2 separate regions of the Macaca mulatta genome follow, and region 1 is linked to region 2. A link is a contact called in public Hi-C data. All regions are on one chromosome and are shown on one strand. Each heading gives the region's core, a stretch centred on a gene start, on an enhancer-like site or on the middle of the called end of the contact. The rest is flanking DNA. Distances are from core to core; before and after follow the strand shown.

The links. A called contact is a pair of places that touch in the nucleus more often than the background predicts.
Region 1: a Hi-C map of CD4 T cells shows a contact between it and region 2, with 4 times the contacts expected there. The contact joins the promoter of TRAF7 here to the promoter of ZNF598 in region 2. A contact is called at or near these places in 3 of 14 Hi-C or Micro-C datasets (CD4 T cells, fetal cortex germinal zone and liver).

Annotation. Positions count from the first base shown.
Region 1 is chr20:3,382,536-3,389,574 of T2T-MMU8v2.0, reverse strand. TRAF7 (TNF receptor associated factor 7) reads right to left here and starts at 2,325. Exons shown (of 21, transcript NM_001261227.2): 1 at 2,262-2,325. It overlaps LOC106994912 (a long non-coding RNA gene), which reads left to right and starts at 2,759. Exons shown (of 2, transcript XR_001441598.3): 1 at 2,759-2,977; 2 at 3,204-3,325. LOC114674502 (small nucleolar RNA SNORD60) reads left to right here and starts at 3,015; the gene lies at 3,015-3,097. RAB26 (RAB26, member RAS oncogene family) reads right to left here. Exons shown (of 9, transcript XM_077985323.1): 3 at 6,507-6,548; 4 at 6,355-6,421; 5 at 6,203-6,255; 6 at 5,232-5,297; 7 at 5,072-5,128; 8 at 4,899-4,975; 9 at 3,985-4,800. The coding sequence ends at 4,698.
Region 2 is chr20:3,228,816-3,236,145 of T2T-MMU8v2.0, reverse strand. ZNF598 (zinc finger protein 598, E3 ubiquitin ligase) reads left to right here and starts at 3,838. Exons shown (of 11, transcript XM_077985110.1): 1 at 3,838-4,116. LOC144337811 (a long non-coding RNA gene) reads right to left here and starts at 3,696. Exons shown (of 3, transcript XR_013411403.1): 1 at 3,320-3,696.

The DNA.
Region 1 (7,039 bases), core at 1,076-3,575, 150 kb before region 2:
GGCCCTCCCCACATGCCCTCCCTGATCCCGCAGGGCGTCGGTCCAGGAGATGCTGTGACACCATGGTCAAAGCAACGGGCACTGGGCTCAGACAGAGCTCGGTTCAAATTCCATTTCTGCCACTTTACAGCTGTGTACCTGCCCTCCCAGCCTCCAGTTTCTCGAAAACTGGAGTAGAGCCGGACCCTCGTCTGGAAGGAGCCAAGAGAAGATGCACCTGTCAAGAGGGAAGGCGCCCCAGACAGTAGCTCCTCTGCTGAGCAGACCATGGAGACTGAGGAAGGCGGAGAGGCCGGCCCAGGCTGTGTCGTGGTGACCAGAGTCCCATTCCTTCTGCTTCGTCCACAGCTACCACATATCCAGAGCCCTGGCAGTGCCTGAGCCAGTCCCATGCCAAGGCAGGGAGCGGCTGCATCCCAGAGCCAGGCTGCCCATGCTTCCTGGCCAGGAGGCCCTTCAACCGCATCTTCCTCCTTTCCCCAAACTGCTCATTCCTTGTCCATCCAGCTGGCCGAGAGTCACACCAACCATGGGGTGCCAGGCCCTATGCGGGAGGGTGGGGACATGTGATGGCTGAACGCGAATCTGACCTGGGAGGAGCTAGGAACCTGGTGGGGGACACAGGCAGACGGAGGGGCAGGAGCCCCACCAATCGCCACTCAATCTGCCAAAGGCACTTTTCGGTGGGTGCCAAAGACCCTGAACTTTTCCATTCACTTCCAGAAATATCGTGACACTTGGCCCCAGTGGGCTACGGTGGAAGTCACTTCACTAGAGACCCTCAGGTTGAGGCATCAGGTTGGGGTGCCGACTCCTGGCCCCTCCCCTCCCTCGACCAGGCTACCCATACCACTGCTCCCCATCAGGACACGGGGCCCGGGGCTTCCACAGAGAACTATGAATGCCCAGAGCAGTGAAGTCAGGATATTCCCAATAGAGAGGCACAGGAAAGGGGTCTAGGAAGGGAGAAGCCCAAAGAGAAGGAATGAGGAAAAGGGAGGCTCCTCACGTGGCGAGGGCTAGGGGGCCTGTGTGTGCCCAGGAAGGGGTCGGAGGGGTGGTGAGAAAGGAGGGCAGACAGGCTGGGCGGCGTGAAATTCCTGAGCAAGCAAGCAGCCCTCCACCCCGAAGAGCAGGGTGGGATCCAGCAGGCCCCTCTCCTGGACTCCAGACTCAGCCCCAGCTGACCACTCTGGCCTGGCTCAAGACAACCATATCTTGACAGCTGGACCCCAGTGGGGATTAGGAGACGATGGCCTAGCCTCCCTCTCTCCTGCTTCCCCAGTGAGCTCCGAAGTCTGTGGTCCACAAACTGCTAGAAAGCTCTTTACCGGACCTAGATCGGACCCGCCTCTCCAGCGCTTCCTCAACCCCAAGTCATTTGAAAGCACAATAACCCCGCCCCCACCCCCGCCATGCACTCTGTGAACCTGGTCCGGCCTCATCGACTTCGCCTCTCCACTTGCCAGGGCTTGCTGGGGTGCGTCAGGCCCCTTCTCACCCCAGGCCTTTGTACATCGGACTCCCTCTTCTTGGAACGCTCCTCCTGCACGTCCCGGGACTGGCTGCTTCTCCATCAGGCCTTTGGCTAACGGTAGCGCCGCCCGCACCCCCGACCAGTACTCACTTTTTCAGCACCCTCTTTCTTTCTTTCACAGCACATACCGCCGCTCCCCACGATTTTGACTATCTCTTGTCCATCCCACCACCATGTCTGTCTAGACCGGGAATAAGGGGGAGTTGTCCCGCAGGAGACATTTGTTATCGCAATTGAGGAAGAGCGGGTGTTTACTGGTATCTAGCGGCCAGGAGCCAGGCAGGCTGCTCCACATCCTACAATGTACAGGGCAGCCCCCCGCAGCAAAGAGCGACCCGGACCGCGTGGTCGATGGTGCGGAGGTTGGGGAACCCTGCAGCAGATGCCGATCACAGGAGAACTGGGACCGTGTTCTCCGCAGTCTCCCGGCGGCCAGAACAGTGCCTGGCACCCGGGCGGCTCGGGGAATGCAGGAAAAAGGAATGAGTAAAGAACGCGCGAGAACACGACGGAGCGAGGGACGGACAACTGACAGGCGGACGGACAGCGACGCGGACTCCGACCCCGACCCGGACCCGGACCCCGACCCCGACCGTCTCAGCCCCGCCCCCCCCCCGCCCGACCCCTCGCCTCGCCTCGCCTCGACCTCGACGCGCCCGATCCCGCCCCACTGCGCGGCCCCGAGGCGCGAGCTCCGGGTCGGGCGCGCCGCGGGGACACTCACCCGCCCGCGGCCGCCCGGGAGCGGCAGCACTGCCAGCCCGCTTCATGATGCCCCCTCGGCCGCCGGCCGGGAAAGGGACGGGACGCGCGAGCCGGAAGCGCTCGGCCGCTGCGCCCGCCGGGACTTGTAGTTCCCCACCTCTCGGGGCCCGGTCGGCTGCCTCATGCGCGGCATTTCCGAAACTACGACTTCCGGCGGCCTCGTCGTCACGGGGCGGGATTGGCGGCTTCAGAATCACTCTATGTTGCAGGTTGATGTCTGATTGGCTTTGCTCATCCGTCACTCACTGTTAGGCTTTACGGACTCTGCATAAGGGAGGAGCTTCGGTTCTGGGTCCGAGAGACCGCTGCCAAAAGAAATGCCACGGTACGATTGATGGAAACAACGCGGTAGGGAGCGGGGCGTACCAGCGTCAGGGGAAGGCGGGCACTTCCGCCAGGATAGCCCAATGACAGAGGTGGGAAAGTTTCTATAAAAGCTTGAGCCTCGCGCGCCTCCTTTCTTTTGCGGTCGAGTGCGAAGCTGGAGGGTTGTGTTAATGCGTACGCCATGTGCTAAGATCCAGGGAAGAACTGGGCCACGAGCGTGGCTTTGAGGGCGGCCTGAAAGCTGCAGGCCGGCCTGGTCCCCGGGCGTCCAGCCTTGGCCTAGGCTCCACTTTGTCCCTTAGTGTTTAAACGTTTCTTCCTGAATCTCAGACCCTCAGCTACCTGCAGGTAAGACTGGGCCGGGTCTGGGTTCCCCTATTCTCCAAGCCTGTGATGAATTGCTTTGACTTCTGACACCTCGTATGAAAACTGCACGTGCAGTCTGATTATTTTGCAAGACTGAGGCTTGGGGGTGCTCACTCTTGACGGAGACGGGCTGAGAATGGAAACAAGTGTTCCCCGAAACGAGGGAGTGGGGACTTATGTCTACGTTTTGGCGCTGTCTGACTTTCAGGTTTCGTCGCCAGCCGGCTGCAAATTTTGAACCTAAGTAAACCTCAATCCGGAGGGCCGAGCGGTAAGGTGGGCGTTGTGGCGATTGAAGTGCTTAGCAATAAAGCAAAGGTAGTGAGTTGATTCGGTTTTCTCTCAAGTGTCTTTATTTTCCTATTCTTCTGGCACCCCGGAGGTCTGGCTTATCCACAGGCAATCTTGGGAAAGTGCACAGACATGAAAACGGAACGGAAACTCGTTACCAGTGACTTTCCATCTCTTGGGATTGCCTTCGCCATTTCTGCCCGTAATTTTTTTTTTTTTTTAGACAGTTTCACTCTTGTTTCCCAGGCTGAAGTGCGATGGCACAACCACCGCCTCAAGCGATTTTCCTGCCTGAGCCGCCTAAGTAACTGGGATGACAGGCGCCTACCACCATGCCTAACTAATTTTGTATTTTTAGTAGAGACGGGGTTTCTCCGTGTTAGGTTGGTCTCAAACCCCTGACCTCAGGTCATCCACCCGCCTCAGCCTTCCAAAGTGCTGGGATTGCAGGTGTGAGCCACCACACCCAGCCAAATACTGTTTTTCATGCCTTTGCCCCAGGGTGAGTCCAAAAAAGCCTTTGAGATCTGTGGAGGGAAGTTGACACCACCTAGGGTTCCCATGTTCCTCTCTAGGGAGGCCTCAGCCATGGGGGAGTGATAACCACACACCTGCTGACGGTTCTGGGCCCTGCTGAGTCTCTCAAGCTCTAGCATCTGCTCTAGAAGTGGATTTTTTTCAATACATGAGACAGACGCTTCAGAAAACACAACTTTATTCACTAGGACTGAAAACAAAGGCTTGCGATCAACAGGCCAAGTTGAGTGCAAGGTGGAGCGTGCTGGGAAATCACAGACCTCAGCTGTGGCCAGGCTGGGCTGGCATTTGTTGTTTTCTGGCGTTTCTGTGATTTCCCACGTTTTATCACAAGGCCACAGGCATCCTCCAAGGTCACTGAGGAAAACCCTGTTGCTGTTTGAGCCAGAGCCTCCTAGAGGGTGGACTGGGAGCAGGTAGGTCCCAGGACACACAGATGCACGATGTGATTAGCAGTGAAGCCCTCTGTCCCAGGCGTGGGCAGGCGACCTCCCTGACCTGCCTGAGCAGTGTGCGGGTGAAGACATGGCTTTTCTAGGGTTAGGCACTGTGCGTGGTGCCAGCCCCAGCCCTCCCTCACCTGGGTGTGCCCAGGAGGGGGCAGCAGAGCACCGTGGCAAAGTCTGTCCACATGCCGCGCCCCCTCCCGTGCAGAAGGCTGCTTTTCCACGGTGGCCAGTGTGCGGGCCACGGGCTGTCAGAAGCCTGCTTGTTGGGACTGCTGCTGGGAGGAGGAAGGAGCAAGGCTTGACCTGGGGCTCCTGGAAACAGACACTGGTATTGGCCACTGGGCAACAAAGTCAGAAGGGCCTGGAGACTGTCCAGTCTTCTGGGGGTTGGGCGGCTTCCTCCAGAGGACTGAGCTCAGCCAGGTTCAAGGGCGGCAGCAGGAGGCCCCGCGACCCTCCCTCTTAACGTAATCGTGCAGCCGGAAGCGTGGCTCGCTGGGAGTCTTCATGGAGCGCTGCTTCAACTCCCTGCGGAGTGGGGGTGACAAGGGGACACGATGACCTGGACTCCAATAAGAGGGTTTAGGCCCTGTGCTGGGGGAGCCCTGGTGACTGGCAGGACTTACTTTGCTATGGCTGTGAAGGCCAAGTCCACGTTGAGGCCCGTCTTGGCGCTGGTTTCCATGAAGGGCAGCCCATACTCCTGTAAACAGCTGCTGCCAGGTGGTGGCCTGGCGGGGACAGCCCAGGCTCGTGGCCTCCAGGGGCAACCCCTCACCACCCCCCTGCCTTGACTCACCTTGGCCAGCTTCTCCCCGTCCTCCCTCTTCACCACACGCTCATGGGCAGAGTCCACCTGGCCCAGGCACAGGGTCTTGGTGACAGCTGGCCCATGGTTGGCCCCTGCCCCCTCACCTGCCCTGCCCTGTGACCCAGGTGAGGACAACCGGGCCTCCCACCTTGTTCCCCAGCAGCATGAGCGCCACGTCGTGCTGGGCATACTCATGGATCTCGGCCAGCCAGGCCTGTGGGAGGCAGCAGACGAGGCTGGGGCTCCCTCCATGGCTTGCCCCATGCCCCAGAACTTTGGTCCTCCAGGTCACACTGTACAGGGCACCTGTCTATTTCATCTTTTTTTTTTTTTTTTTTTTGAGACAGTCTTCCCCTGTTGCCCAGGCTGGAGTGCAATGAAGCAATCTCCATCTCCTGGGTTCAAGCTATTCTCCTCGGGTTCAGAGAACCTTAGGAGGGTTCAGCCTCCCAAGTAGCTGGGATTACAGGTATGCACCACCACACCCAACTAATTTTTTGTATCTTTGGTAGAGAAGGGGTTTCACCATGTTGGCCAGGCCAGTCTCCAACTCCTGACCTCATGATCTGCCCACCTCGGCCTCCCAAGGTGGTGGGATTACAGTGTGAGCCACCATGCCCGGCCCATTTTATTTTTTTGAGACAGTTTTGCTCTGTCGTCCAGGCTCTGTCGTCCAGGCTGGAGTGCCGTGGCACAGTCTTGACTCACTGTAACCTCAGCCTCCTGAGGAGCTGGGATTACAGGTGTGTGTCACCACACCCGGCTAATTTTTGTATTTTTAGTAGAGATGGGGTTTCACCATGTTGGCCAGGCTGGTCTCAAACGCCTGACCTCGGGTAAGCCACCATGCCTGGCCAGGATACCTGTCTTTAGAAGTGATAACCCCCCGTGTATCACTTAGGGAAGCCCACCTTACAGGTCCCTTATGCAAAGGGTCCTGTTGAGGGAGCTGGAATGGCACTCAGGTCTACTTGGGCCACCTCCAGCCCAGAAGGCTGTCATTTCCCTCCCCCTACTCTCAGTGGGGTCCTTTGGAACCCTGATGTCATCTACCAGAAGGAGGTTGGGGTGGGTCAGGCCGTATCAGGGCCCTTTCACCCCACCGGGAAGGCCACTGACCTGGATGTTGTCAAAGGAGGCCTTGTTGGTCACATCGTAGAGCAGCAGCAGAGCTGGGGACAGGGCAGTGAGGACATCCACCATCACCTGCACCCTCAGGTGCTCAGACCCGCCCCTGCCCCCCCAACCAGCCCAGGTAGCTAGGGGCTCACCATGAGCGTCACGGTAGTAGGCATGGGTAACACTGCGGAACCGCTCCTGACCAGCTGTGTCCCACATCTGCAGCGAACAGGCACTGGTCAGGCTGTCCAGCCCCTCCCTGGCATCACCTGTCCCCCAGCTTGCCCTCTGCCAGTCACCTTACCTGCAGCTTCACCTTCACACCATCCACGTCCAGAACTTTGTTCTGAAACAGACAGAACCAGGCAGCTCTGGCAAGGGCCGGGCCCAGCCTCTATCCCCACTAGCCTCACTACCACCCCCTCAGAGTCCCATGGCTCTCCTTCCCGCCCAGCTTCCCGTCCCCTAAGACCTCCCAGCTCCCAGGTCCAGCCCAGCCCCTGCAGGGTTCCCTTAAACCAATTTGGCCTCACCCACACCCGCAAGTGCGGGCCTCTCCCCGCAGCTCTTGTGCTGACTTATTTGAACTCAGGACCCCACCAGGCCTCTTACTGACACTGCCTCGGTTTCCCCATGTGCAAATGGGTGCCAGTCACATGGCTGCTGCAGTAACTAACGAGCTGCAATGCCTCAGCCTCCCCAGTAGCTCTTTTTGCTAATTTGAAAGACTCAGGATGGCTTGAACCCAGAAGTTGGAGGCTGCAGTCCACCATGATCACCGCTGCACTCCAGCGTGGGCGACAGAGTGAGACCCTGTCTCAAAAGAATCAAAAATTA
Region 2 (7,330 bases), core at 2,589-5,088:
CGCCTGTAATCCCAGCAGTTAGGGAGGCCGAGGTGGGTGGATCACCCGAGGTCGGGAGTTTGAGACCGGCCTGATCAACATGGAGAAACCCTGTACCAAAATGCAAAATTAGCCAGGTGTGGTAGTGCATGCCTGTAATCCCAGCTACTCCGGAGGTTGAGGCGGGAGAATCGCTTGAACCCAAGAGGCAGAGGTTGCAGTGACCTGAGATTGTCCCACTGCACTTCAGCCTGGGTGACAGAGCAAGACTCTGACTCAAAAACAAATAAAATAAAATACAAAAATTATCCGGGCATGGTAGCTGGCGCCCATAGTCCCAGCTATGCCGGAGGCTGGGGCAGGAGAACCGGGCATGGTGGCAGGCGCCCATAGTCCCAGCTACTCCGGAGGCTGGGGCAGGAGAATCGCTTGAACCTGGGACGTGGAGGCTGCAGTGAGCCCAGATTGCGCCACTGCACTCCAGCCTGGGCGACAGAGACTCCATCTCAAAAAAAAAAAAAAAAAAAAAAGAAGTAAGTAGAGATTAGAGTGTTGGACCACTGGCCTATCCCAGAGTCAAGTCTGGAAGATAGAAAGTGGCCATGAGTCAAGGGGTTCAGGAAGCGTCTAATAGCTGGAAAAGGCAAGGAGGCAGATTCTCCTCTGGAAACTTCAGACAGGAATACAGTGATCCCGACACCTGATTTTAGCTCAGTGCGACCCATGTTAGAATCTGGACTCCAGAACTAAAGATAATACATTTGTGTGTTTTAAGCCAAATTTGTAGCCCTTTTTGTTCTTTTTTTTTTTTTTGAGACGGAGTGTCACTCTGTTGCCCAGGCTGGAGTGCAGTGGCTCAATCTTGGCTCACTGCGAGCTCCACTTCCCGGGTTCACGCCATTCTCCTGCCTCAGCCTCCCGACTAGCTGGGACTACAGGAGCCCGCCACCACTCCTGGCTAATTTATTTCTGTATTTTTAGTAGAGACAGGGTTTCACTGTGTTAGCCAGGATGGTCTCAATCTCCTGACCTCGTGATCCGCCCGCCTTGGCCTCCCAAAGTGCTGGGATTACAGGCATGAGCCACCACGCCTGGTCCGTGGCCTTTTTTTTTTGAGATGGAGTCTCACTCTGTCGCCCAGGCTGGAGTGCAGTGGCGGGATCTCAGCTCACTGCAAGCTCCGCCTTCCGGGTTTCTTTTTTTTTTTTTTTGAGACGGATGGCTCTGTCGCCCAGGCTGGAGTGCTGTGGCCGGATCTCAGCTCACTGCAAGCTGTGCCTCCTGGGTTTACGCCATTCTCCTGCCTCAGCCTCCCGAGTAGCTGGGACTACAGGCGCCCGCCACCTTGCCCGGCTAGTTTTTTGTATTTTTTAGTAGAGACGGGGTTTCACTGTGTTAGCCAGGATGGTCTCGATCTCCTGACCTCGTGATCCGCCCGTCTCGGCCTCCCAAAGTGCTGGGATTACAGGCTTGAGCCACCGCGCCCGGCGGCCTTTTTTTTTTTTTTGAGACAGAGTTTCCCTCTTTGTTGCCCAGGCTGGAGTGCAATGATGCGATCTCAGCTCACTACAACTTCCGTCTCCCGGGTTCAAGTGATTCTCCTGCCTCAGCCTCCCGAGTAGCTGGGATTACAGACATGCACCACCACGCCCAGCTCATTTTGTATTTTTAGTGGAGATGAGGTTTCTCCATGTTGGTCAGGCTGGTTAGGCTGGTCTCGAACTTCCGACCTCAGGTGATCCGCTAGCCTCGGCCTCCAAAGTGCTGGGATTACAGGTGTGAGCCACCGCGCCTGGCCTCCAGTGGCCATTTTTTATGGCAACCTTGGGAAATTAATACACCATTAGATGCCAGGCACGCCCCGCTGTGACAACCAAACATGGCTCCAGACACTTCCAAACACCTCCTGGAGACAAAAAATACCCTCCCCTCCATTGAAGATGGCCGACTTTCATTATAAACTGCTGTTTCTTGATTTAGCCATCTCAGGCAACATCAAATAGCTTCCCACTAAATGAAATGAAGCTTTGGCTCTCTTGAAACCCAATCCCCTTATTTCTCCTCTCTGCGTCCTCCTAATATGACTCCATCGCAAAGTTTGGTGAAACCATTAATCAGTCAGGCGTGGGTGGCTCGTACCTGTAATCTCAGCACTTTGGGAGGCCGAGGTGGGAGGATTACCTGAGGCCAGGAGTTCGAGGCCAGCCTGGGCAACATGGCAAAACCCCAGCTCTACCAAAAAATGTTAAAAATTAGAGAGGCATGGTGGCACACTCCTGTAATTCTAGCTACATGGGAGGCTAAAGAAGGAGGATCCCTTGAGCCCAGGAGTTCAAGGTTGCAGTGAGCCATGATCATAGCACTGGACTTCAGCTTGGATGACAGAGCAAGACCCTGTCTCAAAAAAAAAAAAAAAAAAAAAAAAACAAAAACCTGAAAGATTAATATTTATATAGAATTAGCAAAAACTATGTAAATATTTTCTACTGAACCAAGTAGTGTACTATTTACATTTCCTTTCTCATTGATAGCTGTCTTATTTTCTTTGCTTGTCTTTCTATATACATTTGTTATTTTTCCTAAATACTCCAAGATATGTTGAACTTCTTACATCCTTACAATAACTTTTCCCAGTTTTCTTTTCTTTTTTTTTTTTTTTTTTGAGATCGAGTCTCACTCTGTTGCCCAGGTTGGAGTGCAGGGGCATAATCTCTGCTCACTGCAACCTCTGCCTCCCGGGATCAAGCGTTTCTTGTGCCTCAACCTCCCAAGTGGCTGCAACTACAGGTGCATGTCACGATGCCCGGTTAATTTTTGTGTGTTTTTTTCTGTTTTCTTGTTTTGTTTTGTTTTTGAGACGGAGTTTCGCTCTTGTTGCTCAGGCTGGAGTGCAATGGCGCAATCTCAACTTACCACAAACTCCCCTCCTGGGTTCAAGCAATTCTCCTGCCTCAGCCTCCAGAGTAGCTGGGATTACAGGCATGCGTCACCACACCCGGCCAATTTTTTGTATTTTCAGTAGAGACGGGGTTTCTCCATGTGGGTCAGGCTGGTCTCGAACTCCCGACCTCAGGTGATCCACCCACCCCAGCCTCCCAAAGTGTTGGGATGACAGGCTTGAGCTACTGTGCCCGGCAGCTTTTTTCAAGTGGCAGAATTGGGGTTTCAAGCCCCTTTCTGTCGTTTCTAAAGTCCAAGCTCACTGGGCATGGATCACTTGAGCCCAGAAGGTTGAAGCCTCAGTGAGCTGTGATCGTACCACTCACTGTGTTACAGCTAGAGCAAGACCCTGTCTCAAATAAACAAATAAGTAAAGTTCAGGCTCGTTTATATAACATACTGCCTCTTTTCCAGTAGGGTTTAGATCTGGACCAGCCTTCTGGATGGCAGTGGGAGGGAGGTCCTGAGTGTGCCTGGCCCCCAAGGGTAGGGAGGAGGCCCCGTACTGTAGCATCCATCCAAACACGCCCTGTGAGGGGCCCAGTGTAAAGAGGACACGTTCCGTTCCTGCCTTCCAGAGGCCCCTTCTCGGCAGGACTGGCGAGACTTCCCTGGGCTGCGAGATGGACGTCACCACGTGCTGCCTTTCGAGTTGTCTTTCATGTAGTGATTTGAACGCCACTCCGTGAAGCCCGGCGAGGATTGACATGACACGCGCGGCCCAGAGGAGCACGGGGCTGGCTGCCTGGCCGAGCTGGCGGCGCGGACCTCCAAGCTGTCGGCTCGGGCTAGAGCGGCCGCTATGAGGACCACCGCTCTAGCCGGCACCTCGCTAAGGCGGAAGTCGCCACGCACACTTCCGCCGGGCGGGCCCGTTGCTGGGCGGGGCGGTGACGTTGGCCCGGAAGGGGCGGGCCCGCCGGGAGCCAGGCCGCGCGGCGCCGCGCCGGCCGAGAGAGGTCCGGAGCCCGGACCATGGCTGCTGCGGGGGTCGCCGAGGGGCGGCGCGCGGCCCTGGAGGCGGCTGCGGTGGCGGCTCCTGAGCGGGGCGGCGGGAGCTGCGTGCTATGCTGCGGAGACCTGGAGGCCACGGCGCTAGGCCGCTGCGACCACCCGGTGTGCTACCGCTGCTCCACCAAGATGCGGGTGCTGTGCGAGCAGCGCTACTGCGCCGTGTGCCGCGAGGAGCTGCGCCAGGTGCGGGGCGCCGGGGGCGCGACCGGGGGGTGGCGGGGCTCCCGGCAGCGGGAAGGGGACTTTGCCTTACTGAGGTCCGGCCGTGGGCCCGGCGGCGCCGGCTTCCGAGAGAGGCCTGGTGGGGCCACCCAGGGCGGGGTCCCGGCCGTGCGGAGGACGGCGGGGCGTTGGGGCTGGGAGGCCGGAGGCTGCCGAGCGGGTTGGAGGAGTGGGCAAGCCCTGTGGGGACAGCCTGGGGGCTTACCCCGTGTCCTGGGGGTTCCTGTCGGGCCTCAGGAAGGGGCCTGATGAGATGGAGAACTCGGTGATCTGCTCGTCTTCGGGAGTTGATTTCCCAGGGGCCTCCATTCGGATGGAGGAAACAAGGCAAGGGGGACCCTCCGGAGGCCACCCGTCCTGGAAGCAGGGCGTCAAACTCTGGGCATTCTCAGCCCAGCTGTGTTTCAGGGCCCCCATTGGGTGACCCTGAGCAAACTCCTTCCGAGACTGACGTTTTCCTCTGTGGAGTGGAGGTGACACTAGCCTCGGAAGGACACCTGCCCACCAGAGGGGAAGGCCCCCTCCCGGTTCTTGGCGGGAAGGTAGAAAAGTGTTAGGAAGTTTTCGTCCTCCTCGCCGCCGCCCCCTTTGGCGCTCATCTCCACAGTGAATGGGAGACATTTTTGACTGTACAGACTTGGAAGTCCTGGAGGGGTCAGAGGGTACCATGCAGCGTTCCTCCACCCTCACTGCACTGCCAGCTGCTGACTGTGGGCACCTGGCTGGAGCCCCTTGGTTTGCTGAGCTTAGAGATTTGTTTGCTTCCAGCATTGTGAAATTCCCCCGGTTTGTTCAGAGAAGACTTCATTCAGCTGGTGGCATCTGTCAGGAATCTAACTTTCCTCTTCTCAGAAGTGATGCAGAACAGTATTGAAGGATAGGTTCTTTCTTTTTTTTTTTTTTTTTGAGACGGAGTCTCGCTCTGTCACCCAGTCTGGAGTGCAGTGGCCGGATCTCAGCTCACTGCAAGCTCCTCCTCTTGGGTTCACGCCATTCTCCTGCCTCAGCCTCCCGAGTAGCTGGGACTACAGGCACCCGCCACTTCGCCCGGCTAGTTTTTTGTATTTTTTTTTTTTAGTAGAGACGGGGTTTCACCGTATTAGCCAGGATGGTCTCGATCTCCTGACCTCATGATCCGCCCGTCTCGGCCTCCCAAAGTGCTGGGATTACAGGCTTGAGCCACCGCGCCCGGCCGAAGGATAGGTTCTTTCTTTTTTTCCTTTTCTTTGTTTTTTATAAGTAGACCTTTACATCAAAGGAGCTGAAGAGACGCTGAAATTCTCTGAGCAATTTGTGAGCATCTATCCTGTGCCGTTTTTGGAAAAAGACATTTGGAGATGCTGTCAGTCTGTCATGTGACAGAAGGAGGCTGACCCAGACCCCGGGGAGATCTGGGGTGCCGGAACAGTCACGGAGAACCTTGGCCCATGGCTTCCTCAGGGCGCTTCCTGGCTTTGCCAGAGCCTGCCTTGCCAGCCAGTCCTTCGTACTATGACCTCACTCTCCAACAGCCAGGCTTCCTGGCACACCTGTAGCTTCCTTCTGGAAAGAAGACGCTAAGGAGTTCTTGGCACGTGAGGTTCCGGTCCAGGCTGCAGGTCTGATGCAAGACATGAGTGAACATCTGCGTGTGCTTACTCCGGCAGCCTCTGCCTGCTCTCATTCCTTGTAGCCCCACACCCTCCAGGAACTCTGTGGCCAGGGGCTGTGGCCGTGAGCTGTCAGCCGGGGTGCGGCTTGGCACTGGGTGCCCCCAGCCAGCTGCTTCTAGGGCCTGCCCCGCCTTACTGGGCTGAAGGAGGGGTCCTGGGAAGTCTGGTGTTTGCTGCTCTCCCCTCCTTTGCATTCGTCCTGTTTCCTTCCCATCTTGAACTTGCTGCCTCACTCTAGCCTCCTTTTCCCCTTACTGAGTTCGGCACCACCTCCTGAGTATATTCTGTGTCCCATGTGTGCTCAGGAATTCCCTCTGCAGCCCTCAACTCCTGAACCCTGGCGTTGTCTTGGCCTCCCTTATGGGACTAAGGCTTTGCAAAAATTGGGAGGAAAGGGTCCAGGATGCTGTATGGAATCGGCTGCCTCCATGTGCTTGTTAGTTCCACACACCTGGACCCAGACCTTCCCTGCAGAGGCTACAGCTGCTGCTCAGGCGAGGAGCCAGATGGGCCCGACCCCTGGCAGGTGCTGGGGTGGAAGCCGAGCCAGGCTCCCCTCGGTGGGAGGCAGGGGCGCTGGTCTCAGCCTTGGCTGACAGAGTCCCTGGGGTGGTGGAGCCCCACGTTCTGGGCCTCTTTTCTGGCCGTGTCTTTCTCAAGGGCTGATTCCTGCTGTTTGCGTCTTGCTCGCCAGCTTGCTCTGGTCCCTGGTGTTACTGCGGGAGTCCTGATGAGGCTGTGGGCCCCCCAGGGCAGCCCACCCTCACCTCACAGGCAGGCAATGGGAGGGGGCACAGACGGCCAGCCCACAGTTACCCAAGGTCCCAGGTCAGGAGGGTGGCCTGCTGGCTCGGGTCATGCTTTCCTATTCCTATCGTTCCCCCCATCCCGTCCTCCGTGACCCTGGCCCTGTCTGTAAGATGCTCCCTGCTGGTGTCCCCATCCGGGCTCCGTGGAGGTCTAGGCTCTCTAGATGGCGCTGGGAGCCATCCACAGGGTCCCCCTCCGCACGTGTGGGCAGGCCCTCACCGCTGCCCTTTTGTGTGCCCATGGCATGCTGGGGAGTGTGGAGCTGCAAGGCCCCAGGCAGACACCTGTCCCTGTAGGGGGTCCTGGGGGCCTCCTGTTCCTAGGCAGGTCCCCCCTCTACCTCTCACTCTCCTTGGGGCCTGGCCTGGCCGTCTCCAGGGCTCACGTAGAGCGCCCTTTCCCCGATCATTTGCTGCATAGCCCATCCCCAAGCCTCTCCCCGTGGGTTCTGTACTTCTGTCTTCAGACACGTGACCCTCTCCTGTCGGGGTGACCTAGATGTCTTGTCTCCCTCTGTAGCCCCAGCCATCTCTCCCCGGCCCCCCACATCCCACCGCAGCCCCCCACATCCCACCACAGCCATCTCCCAACGGCCCCCAAGTCCCACCCCAGGCATCTCCCCCAGGCCCCCAAGTCCCCTATCCACAGCCATCTTCCCCTGGCCTCCGTGTCCCCTACATCCCCTACTCCCAGCCTGGCCGTGCTGGAGTACC